Regions from separate parts of the Mus musculus genome. Here region 1 is linked to region 2. The links are chromatin contacts, called in public HiChIP or PLAC-seq maps. All regions are on one chromosome and are shown on one strand. The core of a region is the stretch at or near the end of the contact, and the rest is flanking DNA. Distances in the headings are between cores, read along the strand shown.

What was found. HiChIP or PLAC-seq counts read pairs in DNA pulled down with a chosen protein or histone mark.
Region 1: a contact with region 2 is called in a RAD21 HiChIP or PLAC-seq map of pro-B cells, with 2.5 times the contacts expected there. The contact joins two enhancer-like sites. A contact is called at or near these places in 1 of 15 datasets of contacts at CTCF or cohesin (pro-B cells), 2 of 484 Hi-C or Micro-C datasets (muscle stem cells and nephron progenitors) and 3 of 115 datasets of contacts at active chromatin or transcription factors (embryonic stem cells, fibro-adipogenic progenitors and pancreatic cancer cells).

The regions. Positions count from the first base shown.
Region 1 is chr10:111,805,101-111,808,377 of GRCm38.p6, reverse strand. It overlaps the pseudogene Gm19005. Among named protein-coding and RNA genes, the nearest start is that of Gm20758, 68 kb to the left of the region's middle. Within about 2 kb of position 1,372, at least 10 of the 459 cell types and tissues checked have an H3K27ac peak or open chromatin away from gene starts, as enhancers often do. A contact at or near this core is called in pro-B cells, where this site is marked.
Region 2 is chr10:111,653,682-111,657,186 of GRCm38.p6, reverse strand. No RefSeq gene overlaps it. Among named protein-coding and RNA genes, the nearest start is that of Gm40763, 19 kb to the right of the region's middle. Within about 2 kb of position 2,161, at least 29 of the 459 cell types and tissues checked have an H3K27ac peak or open chromatin away from gene starts, as enhancers often do. A contact at or near this core is called in pro-B cells, where this site is marked.

The DNA of each region.
Region 1 (3,277 bases), core at 123-2,622, 150 kb before region 2:
ACATTTTCTGCCCATCTCTACCACTTTCTTTTCTTCCTTCCTTTCTTTCTTCCTTTCTTCCTTCCTTCCTTCCTTCCTTCCTTCCTTCCTTCCTTCCTTTCTTTCTTTCTTTCTTTCTTTCTTTCTTTCTTTCTTTCTTTCTTTCTTTCTTTCTTTCTTTCTTTCTTTCTCTTTTCTTTTTTTTTTTTTTTTTTTTTTGGTTTTTTGAGACAGGGTTTCTCTGTATAGCCCTGGCTGTCCTGGAACTCACTCTGTAGACCAGGCTGGCCTCGAACTCAGAAATCCGCCTGCCTCTGCCTCCCAAGTGCTGGGATTAAAGGTGTGCGCCACCACGCCCGGCTCCACCACTTTCAAAACATAGATTACAAGGCTAAAGGGGCATGAAAACATACACTTCCTTTGCTTCTCTGCATGACTGATTCCTCATTCTCTAGCCAGAGATGAGGGTTAATATCTATTTCACTCTCTTCCTCGACAGTCTGTGAAATACCACATCGTCAATAGTATATTCCTAAACTCCGAGATACACTGATTCACATGGGATACTGGGAAGAAGACAGAAATCGAGTTTCAAAAAGTCTGAAAGAGAGTGTGTATATATAGCTCGTGAAATGAGCCTTTCATAAAACAAAAAATAATTATTTCCAGAATGTTTAATGAAAATCTTTTCCATTAATAACACACTGGGTACTAACACGGCATGGTGGGCCATGCACTGCTCAGTGTACTTTCTACTGGGAAGCAGCGGGCTGGCTGCAAGAGGCTGGATTTGCCTGTTATTTCCAATCAGCTCGTGCTCAATTTCCATGTAAACACACACACACACAAAATAACTTTATAAACCATACTCGGTTTTTTAAGTTAATAAAGATCATAGCAAAAAACAAACAAAAAAAAAAACAAAAAAACCCTCAAAAACCAAAAAAAAAAAGAAAAACCCACCACCACCACTAACAACATCAAAAGCAACAACAACAAACACGAAAAAGGAGGCAAACTACAGTGGCTCTTCTGGGGGAATCTTCCTCCTCCTCCTCCTCCTCCTTCCTCTTCTTCAGCAGCAAGAGACTTAACCGAGTTGTTTCTCTGTAAGTGTTGGTTGTTCTCTAGTGGCATGGTGAAGGAAGTTGCATATATTTTGCAAAAGGACTCAGATTTTTCTGGAGGTTTGCTTCTCTAGAAAGCAATGTGACACTAACCAAGGCCTGGGGACCTTCCCACGTTCAGAAGTTTTGATTGGGGTGGGCATGTGTAGGATGTGAAAGGTTCCATTCGTTAAAAGTGTGACCAAAACTGACAGGCAGGAAGCTGTGTGCCCTGGCAAGAGGAATGTGTTTGTCTCTGGGAAAAGGTCACATTGCTGGAAGCAACTGACTTCCTGGTGAAGCTGGCTAGCGACTACTGTAAGTTAGACTTACTTCAAAGCTCTTTCTTTTCTTATTGGAAGCTCGTGAAGCCTTCTCACCATAGGTACCAACACACCCAGAATTTCCAGGAAGAAACAGTTCTCAATCCATTTTTTTCCCCAATAGAGCACATACTATATGGGATATATGAACTCTAACATCCTTTGGATTTCTCAGACAGCCAGGTCATTAGTTGACCAGGTGAAACCCAGAACGATGAGTTAGACTGACCCAGCGCTTATGGACCGGTCCTCTGTAAAAGAGGTCATGACATCCAATGATGTCATCACTCATGAGAATGAAATTTGAGACCTGAGACCAGATTCTTTTGTTGATGCCACACTGTTCTACCCTCATGAGTATTTCATGAATATTTGCATCATCCCAGAACCAGAGTATCTGAGTGCCAGCTTGAGACAAGCGTAAGTCAGGCATCCTACTGACCTATGACTATTTGGTAAACAGCGTTCTCAATGCTGTACTGTACTTTCTTGATAAGACTGAAGGTTTTAAACATCCCAGCTTATCACAGCACTATGACAATTTTGCTTTTCAAAAGCTTTGCTAAGAACCAGACAGAGCAGAGCTGATTAGAAAAAAAAAATGAAGAAAGCAAAGAAAAAAAAATAAAACCAAAAGACGCTAACTGAGTGTTGGCTTTGCATGACCATACATTTTAGTTGCAGAAAAGCCCTGAATGTAGAGACAGTATAGCCATCTTGAAGTTTAAGCATCAAGGATATAATAACATCATTATGTCATTACTATATCAAATTATATTAAATATATAATTATGTAAAAGAAATAGTATAACAATGTTAATCCTATTTTTAAATGTAAAATTATAATAAAAAGTGAAACCTGAATCAGTTGGATCAATCCATAGCAGCAGCAGAAAGAGGCAAAACTCAGCTTCAGTTCACATTGAGATGTAATTTATATTATTAGTCTTACACTTTCTATGTAGCTGAGGTTGGCCTCAAAGGGGGTTCCATATCTTGCACAAATGTTCCCTTCCCTGTTCAGGTGTTCTCAGTCAGGCTTGCTGTGAAACTGAAGCGCATGTAAGACAATCTTTCTACAATATGAAAGTGGAAAAAATCAGTTAGCTAATGTACAATATGATATTTCTACAGGTACCCTCCAAAGTCCCCCAGAGATGAGAGGCTCATATGCCCATTAGATGTTAGCCTGAGCTAACCATCTGGGGACTATTCCATCAAATTGCTGCTGAAATTTTATATGCACTCATTTTGACTTTCTACGATATTGTCTCTACTGATGTTATTAAAGCCAGTTTCTACTTTGTGTGAATGTTTCTGCCACCGCAATTAAAAGTTTTTCTTCCTCGAGTGGAGTCCTTTAAGAAAATGATCCTGGCTATCATCTGCATATAACAACTTTATTCACCAATCCTGCATGTGCAGTCCTTGAGTTTTGTCCCTCACCAGGCTGTCTCCTCCCCCAAATCTCTCTAGTTGAAACAATGTAGACTTACATACTAATCTTATATTCCAAACTGGGACAAGGCAGAAGTTTTTCTGGGTTTATTTTTCTTTTAAATACACAAGAATGTGACTTCCTTTTTAATAGTATAGGTTATTTTGGGAGATAAATGAGGAAAACAAATTGATAATAATAATAATAATACCCCAAATATCTCTAATGATGATTAGTATGGAAAACCCATAAAGAATTATAGATGAAGAAAAAGCTGGCCTCTATGGGAAACACAGGCTAGGCATTGCTTTCTAGTAGTTAGCCTCTCGTGGAGTGTCATGCCTTCACTAACTTGCTGAGAAATACTCCGAAGAGATTGTTACACAGGGTCTAAATTGGGAGCTTTAGCATAATAAGTGTCCTGAACTCGG
Region 2 (3,505 bases), core at 912-3,411:
ACCAGGATGGGTGTTGGTCAAGACTACTCCCTGGAATTTCTAGCTGAGTAGCCCTGAGACACATTTTACAGGGATTTATAAAGGCAAACCAATAGTCTGCCATATTTTCCCATGAGGATTTGATATTTTCCAAGAACTACAACCCCCAGCATTCTAGAAGTTACCTGGTCCTTCAGTGGGTTAACTTTGGATCTTACACTGTATACTAAGGCAAAGGGCCTCAGAGGAAACCAACCCAGCTGACACTGGTATCTTGGATTTGCAGCATCCAAATTCAAGAAAAAGTTTCTATTTTTTTAAATAGAGTTTCTATTGTTTAAGCCACACAGACTCTGGTGCTGTGGTGTTTCCAGCAGACCAACACAACAGCCATTGATGTCCCTGTCCTCAAAAACTGTTCATCCCCAAACATAGGTGTAACTTAGGATTTAAGAGACTTTATTTGCTGGCTTAATGCAAACAAGAGATGTTTTCTTGTGTTTCTATGTTTCTTCTTACCCCAGATAGGTTGCTTCTTCATTCTTTCTCTTTCTGTGTAAGAACACACCTTGTGACAGCATGAGTGTTAAGCAATGAATCCTTTCCTTCCTGCTTGTATCAGTCAGGACAAGTCATGATATGCCGCAGTAACAATGTGAAGTCTTGGGGATGTTGAACAAATAGGGGTGTATCCTGGTCTATGCCACAGGGACATTCCCAACCTTTCAGGTCATCTTACTTCAAGGACATCAAGCTTGCCTAGCCATAGACATGTCTCTGATACCACATGAAGTATTCTTTTCTTTCTCTCTCTCTCTTGTTTTCCAAAATCCCTTGCTGACCTTGGGATCTACCCTGTAAGCAAGAAACTGAGGCCCCATGCATTTGATGTGCTCAGCAATGATGAAAAGTGTAACTCCTTTGCTTCTTCCAGTTAATGACATTGGGACTGTCTCCTCCATGCACGGGGAAGCGAGCTCTGGAAAAGGCCAACTTCTGTTATGGACGCTTCCTGGTCTTTTCCTTTTCTCTTCCTTTAGTTTCCCTGGATCCAAGGATGAAGGGGAGGAGTGCTTACATCAGCTGACCTACCTTTCCCATCTCCCCCTACCCACTCCCATCCCCAACACTCACATTGCAAAGTTAATTAAAAACCTAGGGCAGATATGTCTGCATGATTTGAGTAACTGGCCCCTTTGTACAAGGAGACAACAGGGAAGTTCCTGCCAGGGCAGCTCAGGTGGCTGCTCGCCTGGGAGAGAACTGAGATCTTGTCTAGGGCTTGTCACTCTTTGCATGTATCTCCAAGGCACAAGTGAGACCAGCAGGCCTGTGGCTGTGCCTGTCACACTCACTTTACCCCAGCTGTCTAGAAGCATTTGACGGCTGTGTATACATTTGTGTGTGTGTGTGTGTGTGTGAGTGTAAGTGTGTGTGTGTATGAGTGTGTGTGAGTGTGTGAGTATGTATATGTGTGTGTGTTTATGTGTGTATGAGTGTGTGTGTGTGTGTGTGTAAGTGTGTGTATGTATGAGTGTGTGTGAGTGTGTGAGTATGTATATGTGTGTGTGTTTATGTGTGTATGAGTGTGTATGAGTGTGTGTGTGTGTGTGTGTGTGTGTGTGTGTATGTGTGTGTGCTCTGCTTCTGAAGCAGAGATAAGAGCTCTCTTATGTTATTAGCACTTAGATGAGTGTCCTGAGCCATGGACATAAACTAAACCCAAAAGCAAGAAATATCACTGGGCAGCTTCTTATTGCTTCTAATTAAATGTTGCTACAATTGTCACGACTGTCCCCACAGTCCTATACTTCCCTCTAACCTCGCTAATAACCCAGGGCCAGTGTTCACTTTGTTAATGATGAGAAGGTGAGGCTGGGGAAGGAAATGCTCTCTGTACCCAAGCATCACAAGCATCAAGTGTCTGGACTGGCAACCGGTGTCCTCTAACCTGCAACAAACAGTCTTCGGAATTTACAAACAGAGATCCAAGACGTCCCTGAGCTGTGCCAGCTAAGCCAGTGGGTGCCGATGTGTGATCTGAACTACACCTCCCAATAAGCCTGCAATGATCAGCAGACCCAAAAGCGTTCCTATCTACCCAAACACACGCATAGTGTGCTGTAGGCATCTGTAAAAGCAGGTTGGGGACCGTAGTAATACAATGCTCTGGAAAGAGGAAATAGCTGGTAATTAGCTTAGTCCTTCTTATTCCCTGCTGAGAGTTTCTGCACCTGGGCACTGTGCCCACGGTAAAGGGAGAGGAAGAACCATAACCTAAGGAAGACTTGCAAGTGACTGAAGCACAGAGGTAGAAATGCCAGGGTCTTGCCTCACCCTGAGGCAGTCGGAGCAAAACAGTCTGAGTTAGAATTAGCTTCACGTCAACTGGAACGGCAGCTTAAGAACTCCTCTTGTCAGAGATTTTTTTCCCCCTTTTCCAGTCGAAAGAACTAAAGACAAGCCCGAAGTCAGAAGAACAATAAAGCAGGTAAAAACTTGCACTGAACACAAACAGAGACCCATTCTTGTGACTGGCAAGCCATAGGTCATGGTTCGGTACTTCAGTATGACGGCCGTATTCCCTCTGTGACTCACATGCTCTCTGTAGAAAGACTCTGCGGGGAGGATATGAGTAGCTAGCTTAAATAATTGCAGGGTACCTGTGCCACCGGGACTCCTGTTGCTGGAGCGACCGCATCTCTCCGTATTCAGGGAAGTGTTTTCATATGACCCAGCCAAGGAGCTCATGTCTGTGACACCCCGGGGAAATTAAGGAATGATTTTTGAGAAACGGCAGACGAAATTAAGGTTCTTGTAGAATTGGGCTGGATTTTCTCAGAAGAGAATATAAATACCAGTCTGGCAGGAAGGTACATGCCTGTAACCCTGGCACTCGGGACACAGGGGTAAAAGGCTTATGAGTTCAAAGGCAATCAAGAGCTATAAACAGAGGTGGAGGCCAATTTTGGCTACATGGTAAGACCCCATCTCAAGTAAGTAAGTAAATTAATGGCTGGCACTGTGCTCTAACAAGGTCGTCTTTATCTCTAGACTTAGAAGAATCCCATGAGATAGCAGTATTATCACTAGTATTTTTGAAGTGAGGAGACAGACTAGGAGATATTAATTAACACCCCAAGGTCACAAGTGCTAGTAAAGGCAGCCTTCCAGCCCAGTTGTGCAGGCTGCTAGACCCACCATGGCCTTCCCTACCCACTGCTCCACAAATCCTGCCCTTAAGAACCAAGGCAATATCAACACAGAGCTATTCTCTTTTTTTTTTTTTTTTTTTTTTTTTTTTTATTTATTATATGTAAGTACACTGTAGCTGTCTTCAGACGCACCAGAAGAGGGCATCAGATCTCTGTTACAGGTGGTTGTGAGCCACCATGTGGTTGCTGGGATTTGAACTTTGGACCTTTGGAAGAGCAGTCGGGTGCTCTTACCCCCTGAGCCATCTCACCAGCCCCCAGAGCTATTCTCTTAACTTTTAGAATTGTACAATATTTATTTTCATAATTGT